Regions from separate parts of the Anas platyrhynchos genome. Here region 2 is linked to region 1. A link is a contact called in public Hi-C data. All regions are on one chromosome and are shown on one strand. The core of a region is the stretch at or near the end of the contact, and the rest is flanking DNA. Distances in the headings are between cores, read along the strand shown.

What was found. Hi-C and Micro-C count contacts between places; a contact is called where the count stands out from the background.
Region 2: a Hi-C map of skeletal muscle shows a contact between it and region 1, with 4 times the contacts expected there. The contact joins two enhancer-like sites. A contact is called at or near these places in 2 of 8 Hi-C or Micro-C datasets (liver and skeletal muscle).

Annotation. Positions count from the first base shown.
Region 1 is chr2:107,238,555-107,241,254 of IASCAAS_PekinDuck_T2T, reverse strand. MYLIP (myosin regulatory light chain interacting protein) reads left to right here. Exons shown (of 7, transcript XM_027451262.3): 7 at 1-24. Among named protein-coding and RNA genes, the nearest start is that of MYLIP, 16 kb to the left of the region's middle. Within about 2 kb of position 1,259, at least 2 of the 8 cell types and tissues checked have an H3K27ac peak or open chromatin away from gene starts, as enhancers often do.
Region 2 is chr2:107,300,572-107,303,271 of IASCAAS_PekinDuck_T2T, reverse strand. No RefSeq gene overlaps it. Among named protein-coding and RNA genes, the nearest start is that of MYLIP, 46 kb to the right of the region's middle. Within about 2 kb of position 1,276, at least 5 of the 8 cell types and tissues checked have an H3K27ac peak or open chromatin away from gene starts, as enhancers often do.

The DNA.
Region 1 (2,700 bases), core at 10-2,509:
TTAATAAAGGACTTTAAAAATCTATTTTGTGTTACTTATGAGTCTTATTTTTCTGAACCTCTTCTGCAGTATTACTGAACTGAAAATACAGATTTTTCACATTTATAGTCTGAATATTGTGGGTCATCTTTCTAAGGGAGCAGTTTCCTCGGGTGTATATGAATTCTGAGGGGGGGAAGGAGAGTGGAAGAATAGGGGCATATGTATCAAAGAAGGTTGACTAACTATTGTAGTGGTGTACAGTGGTGCTAAAGCAAATATTCCGCCTTTCCCAAAGACTTTGTTCAGTGCTAATAGAATTACATTAATATCTAATCCATCATTCTATGGCAGCTGACTGAAATGGATTGTAAATTAATCTAAATAGATGTTAATATAGGCAGCTGATTTAAAGCATTCAACAAAATCAAGCTGTTAAAATAGGCAAGCATAACTCTAATTACACAGCCAATATAATTAGAAGTACCTAGACATCCCTAATAAAAAATAATCCCAGTAGTTAGAACTCCTAATTAAGGAAGGGTTTGACAGGTTAAATGGTAGAGGCTGAATTCAGGCAATGCCTGTGACTTTTTTGTAAATATATTTTGCCTTGTCTTGAAAAGCTATGCAGGGGTTCAGTGAAAGCCAAGGTGCAGGTTCAGACAAGAGCCTGGCAAGTATTGGCTCTATCTCAGGCTCTTGAAAACCTAGGCCTGTGTTGGTGAATGAAAGTGTGGAGCACAAGTGGAGGCTAACAGCTCTTTGTAATGGGGAAGGGTGGGTTCAGAATTCCTGTAGGTGGTTTTAACAAAATGTAGTTACATTTTCTGGAAATTGAGTACTAGGTAATCTGTTCTGGATGTTTCACTTGCCCTATAAGATTCAACAGCATGCAAAACAATGTAAGAGCAAATTGGTGTTCATGGATAGCTTTCTGCAAAAGTGTTATCTAAAATGTTGATCAGGCTACATTAGAAAACTATTGCTTGACTTCCCAATACTGCTGGGGTATGTATTGCTTAATGTTTGCAGTTCCAGTATACCTTCTCATGAAAGGATTATGGCTGATCCCCATGAGCTGTGAAGAGTGTAAAAAGGAAACAATAGGAGATTCTGAACTCTTCGTGCCATGTAGCTGAACTTCAGAAAGAGTTGGGTGTTGCTTGCCAAAGTCCTATTGTTTCTCCTAAGAAGCTTTGTTTGTCTGGTAATGGATGGTGGGAGGGGGGAGAAATGACACAATAGCTCAGAGGAACAGCTGGAGTTTCTGTCCTTGCAGCTTCTAGGAGCTGCAGGATTGATTACAAAACTTCATCTGGTGCTGCTCCCAATTTGAGTTAGCGTACTTGACACTCGTGATGTACCAGACACTCCTGATGAAGTCAGCTCCTATACCCTACACTGATCTTGCTACCCAAAGCTAGTAAGTCTTGGCAAGAAAGTTACCCCACAGAAAATTCAGCTCTTCATTTCCAAAAGGTGGTTTCTATGATCTCATCACATGCATATAATGTCATTTCAAAAAGCTACAGCCTCAAGTTTCTGCTAAAAGTAACCAAGGCAGGGGGGAACAGTGTCACCTTCAGAGATTCTATGACTTTCTGGGTGACTCCTGGAGCCCTGTCAGTCTTGGACCTCCTGGCAGCAGGATAGCAGCCAAAAGCAGCTGTGCAGGGAGGGAGTTACAAGTTTCAACCACAGGAGAGATGTTTTTACAAAAATGCAATTACACTTGAATGTTGTTAATAAAGAAGTTAGGGGTTTAGCCATAACTACACCTGTGTTGCTAGGACTGGAAACTCCCAGCCCTCTGCTGGTATCTGCCTGGCTTCCATCCTCCCTGCTCAAGGGAAAGCTCAACCCGCAAGGGACTACAAAGGCAGGATGTGGAGATGTTTCAAGATGCGACTGTCATGAAAACACAGCTCTGTCTTCTAGCATGTAGATGCTAAATTCAGTATACACAGAAGTGTTAAAAAGCCAAAGAACTGTAGAATAAAGGCTTCTGTATTTTTAAATTATTTTGACTTCTTTTCCCTAAGTGCCACAAAAGCATGTACACAGCAACATTCATATATTTTAAGATTTATTTCCTTGTTAAGTCAGCGCTGTTGTGCTCCCAACGGAATGCCCCTGGGGAAAATTCTCATCTGCCAGCCCACGCTGTTTCACTTCACAGCAGCGTGCTGGCACATTGATCAAAGATGGGGGAAAATTGCAGCTCAGATTTCCTCTATATGGTTTCGAACAACAAACTTTCTGCAGAGTGTTAAAATTATGAATTGACAAGTCTCAGCCTCGGTAATGCCTGGTCAAAGATCCTTCTTGAATTTCCCTCGGTTTTCACAGAAAGTGTGCTGGAGTAAATACCTCAGTCACCTTTGTGCCCGTGGGTTCAGCTGTTGGGAGCCTGTTACAACCGAAAGCAGGGAGTGTAAGTCTTTGTAGGAATTGACAAATAGGTTTAAAGGGGAAAGGAGGAGAAAAAGTGAAGAAAAAGAAAAGATTTTCCACAGTGAGGCCTAAGCACATCTTTGGGCATTGCTGCAGGATGCCTGTGTCTAGGTGGATGATGGCTGGCTGCAGAGTCTGGGGGGCTCAGGGCTGCCCCAGGAATTCAGAGTAGGGCAAGTGGGGACGGGTGGGCAGCAGTCTGGGAAGACAGGACAGGGCCAAGCAGGAGAACAGACATGCTGAGGCAGGTGAGGTGCCTACAGC
Region 2 (2,700 bases), core at 27-2,526, 62 kb before region 1:
TGAAAACAATTCCTGTAGAGTTGCATTCAGTCAAGGAAGCATTTGGGACCCTAGAGCAAGAAAGTTGTTTGATAAGGGCTATGCAAATTGGAAATTGGAAGATGAAACTAGACACAAAAAGTATGTCCTTGCTCAAGCCTAAATGCAGCTTCCTTTTGTTTAAAAAGTAAAACACATGAATCAAGCCTTTTACTTAAATCTTCCAGCTTTCTCTGAGAAACGCTATCCCTTTCAATGAGCTGCAGGCATTCCCACTTGACTCAGGTTAATGCATTTGGTCTCTATAGAAACAGCAGCAGATCCCACATGTAACTTGGAAAGGTCACCTCACTTTTATACAAAAGCTCGCATTGTCTCTTCCTTCTGTTCCATAAAACAGCAGTAAAAGGAAGCAAAAGGCAGTGCATTGCACTCATCCAGAGTCTCAGAGCTCTTCTCCACTTGCAGACGCTGATGAAAGACCAGGCCCTTCAGTGCTTGTGCTCGCTGACCATCATGGGTCAAAAGGAAACACGAGCTTTTAAATACAAACTAAATAATGCCATTGAATTGGCAGGAAATTCAAACTGCTCTGAACTGTCTGGGAGCCAGCAAAGCTAATGAGCTGTACCATTTCCAAATGGGATCTTGGTAACACCATCTGAGAGCTTATGTACGTACATACAGAGTTGTGCAGGTTTGCCTTAAAGCATAATTTAAAATGGATTTAATTAAACAAGAGCAAAAATAATATGGAAACTTAAATAGATATCAAGCAAGCTTATGTCAATTTGATTTAGGGAGAAGTTTAACTTAAGCCACAATAATCCTCTCCTAAACAGAGCAGAGCTGTCTTTTATCCAGGGTTTTCTCGTGCTTTAGCTGCTTTTGGTTTAAAAAGCAATAGAAGTTAGAAGCAGCCTGCAAATCAGTTCCCAGCCTCACCATCACATCTGCTAATATGAACAGTGAAAGTTTTGGGACACAGTGATCAGCGAGGGGCAGAGAAGAACTGGTAATAACTTTGAAGGTAGCAAGAAGCCAGCCATAAAGGTGGAGAGTCTTCTCACACACACACACACACACACAAAAGTAGTATCAGAAAGAAAAAAAAATATTCTTGCATTTCCCACATGATTTGAGAGCACTTTTTAATGTGTTCAGATGTTCAATTACGCAACCTTTAGTGCTAGGAGTATTGTTCTTTGGGGAAGAAATGTAGGTGAGGGAGCTCTGCTCTCCATGCAGAGGCATTTCGCAAACAAGTGCTCTGCAAGCAAAGTGGTGATAAGGCAGGAAGGTAACTCCAGGCCACAGCCACAGCCAGGCAGTCCTAGGGCAGCACAGGCAGACTGACACTGTTAGGCTGTTCAGATTTTCTTCATGAGGTTTCTGGATTACAGGATTTGTGCAAATACTTTCCATATTCTTTCACTCTGCCTTCCTTACTGGGAAGGGACTGGGGCACACAGCAAGTGGCTCCTGGTGATGCACATCTTCAGCTCCTGTTAGGTTATTTCCCATCTTTGTAGTTTGGGCTGTGCTAGCCTTACTTTGCATTTCTACCCCATCTTTCTCATAAAAGGATGCTGCTGGAGTCTCGCCAGCCAAATCCTTTCAAAAGGAATTTGCTTAGAAGTCTATAGTTATCATGTAAATTCATGTATAATTTAGCTCAAACCTGTTTATGTCTTAATGAAGCTTGTTTATATGGAAGTGGTAAACGTCACAGAGCCTCAGCTTTCTGGGGCAAAGCACAGGCTCCCTCCCTGCTACATAAAGAGCAACAAATCGAATCAAGACTCCATCTCCATTAAGAGATGGTGTCCAGTTGCAAGCCTTTGAGCTGGTACCAGCTCGAAGGGCTCCCAAGCTTTAGGTGCCACTGTAGCACATAATACTGTAAGTCAAAGCCAGAAATGCTTCAGAATCAGAGTTCATAAAGAGGTATTCTCTAAAGCCAGATTTCACCAGATTTCCATTAATTTTCACCAGAACTGAGTACAGATCTCTAAGGGCTTTCTTGTTTTTGTTTTTGTTTTCAGTAGAAGACACTACAGGGCAAGAGTTATGGCAGCATTTTGATGAAGCTATATTGATAACAGTATGAACCTTTTCAATCCAGTATTTTACAGGTTAGGACCGAAGTATATCATGCACTTACAAGAAACATTTGTCTGAGCCAGAAATGGAATCAGCCACTTTTTTTTTTTTCAATTGGTACTTTTCTAAAAGAAGCACCAGAAATACTTCAGAAGGTACAATACCATTCCTCACTTATCTTCACCATCACAATAAAATTTCTGTCTTTATACTGAATTAAGGTCCTTCCTTGTTGAATATTCTCCACTTTTTTTTCCTAATAATAATTAAAAAAAGATGCATGCTCTATTGCTGCCACTCCAGCTCTGCCCAAGTAAATAAACACGTCATGCATCATCTGCTGACATCTCCGTGTTGTCAGTTCATTTTCTGCTCATCTAGAGCTGATGCTCTTGAAGACACAATTTCTTTGCCCCAGATATTGGTAGGCTGGAAGAGATCAGTCATTGCATAACAGAAATCCAGCTCTGCTCCAAGCCGTATGTTCCAAGTCAGAAAGATTTTATTTCTCTTCAAGGAGCTCTGCTTGCACAGCGGAAAGCAAATAGCTGCTCATGTCTTCTGAAGACTTAGCAGGAGAGAGGAAAGGATCAATGCCAGCTCTGTCTGTGAGATATT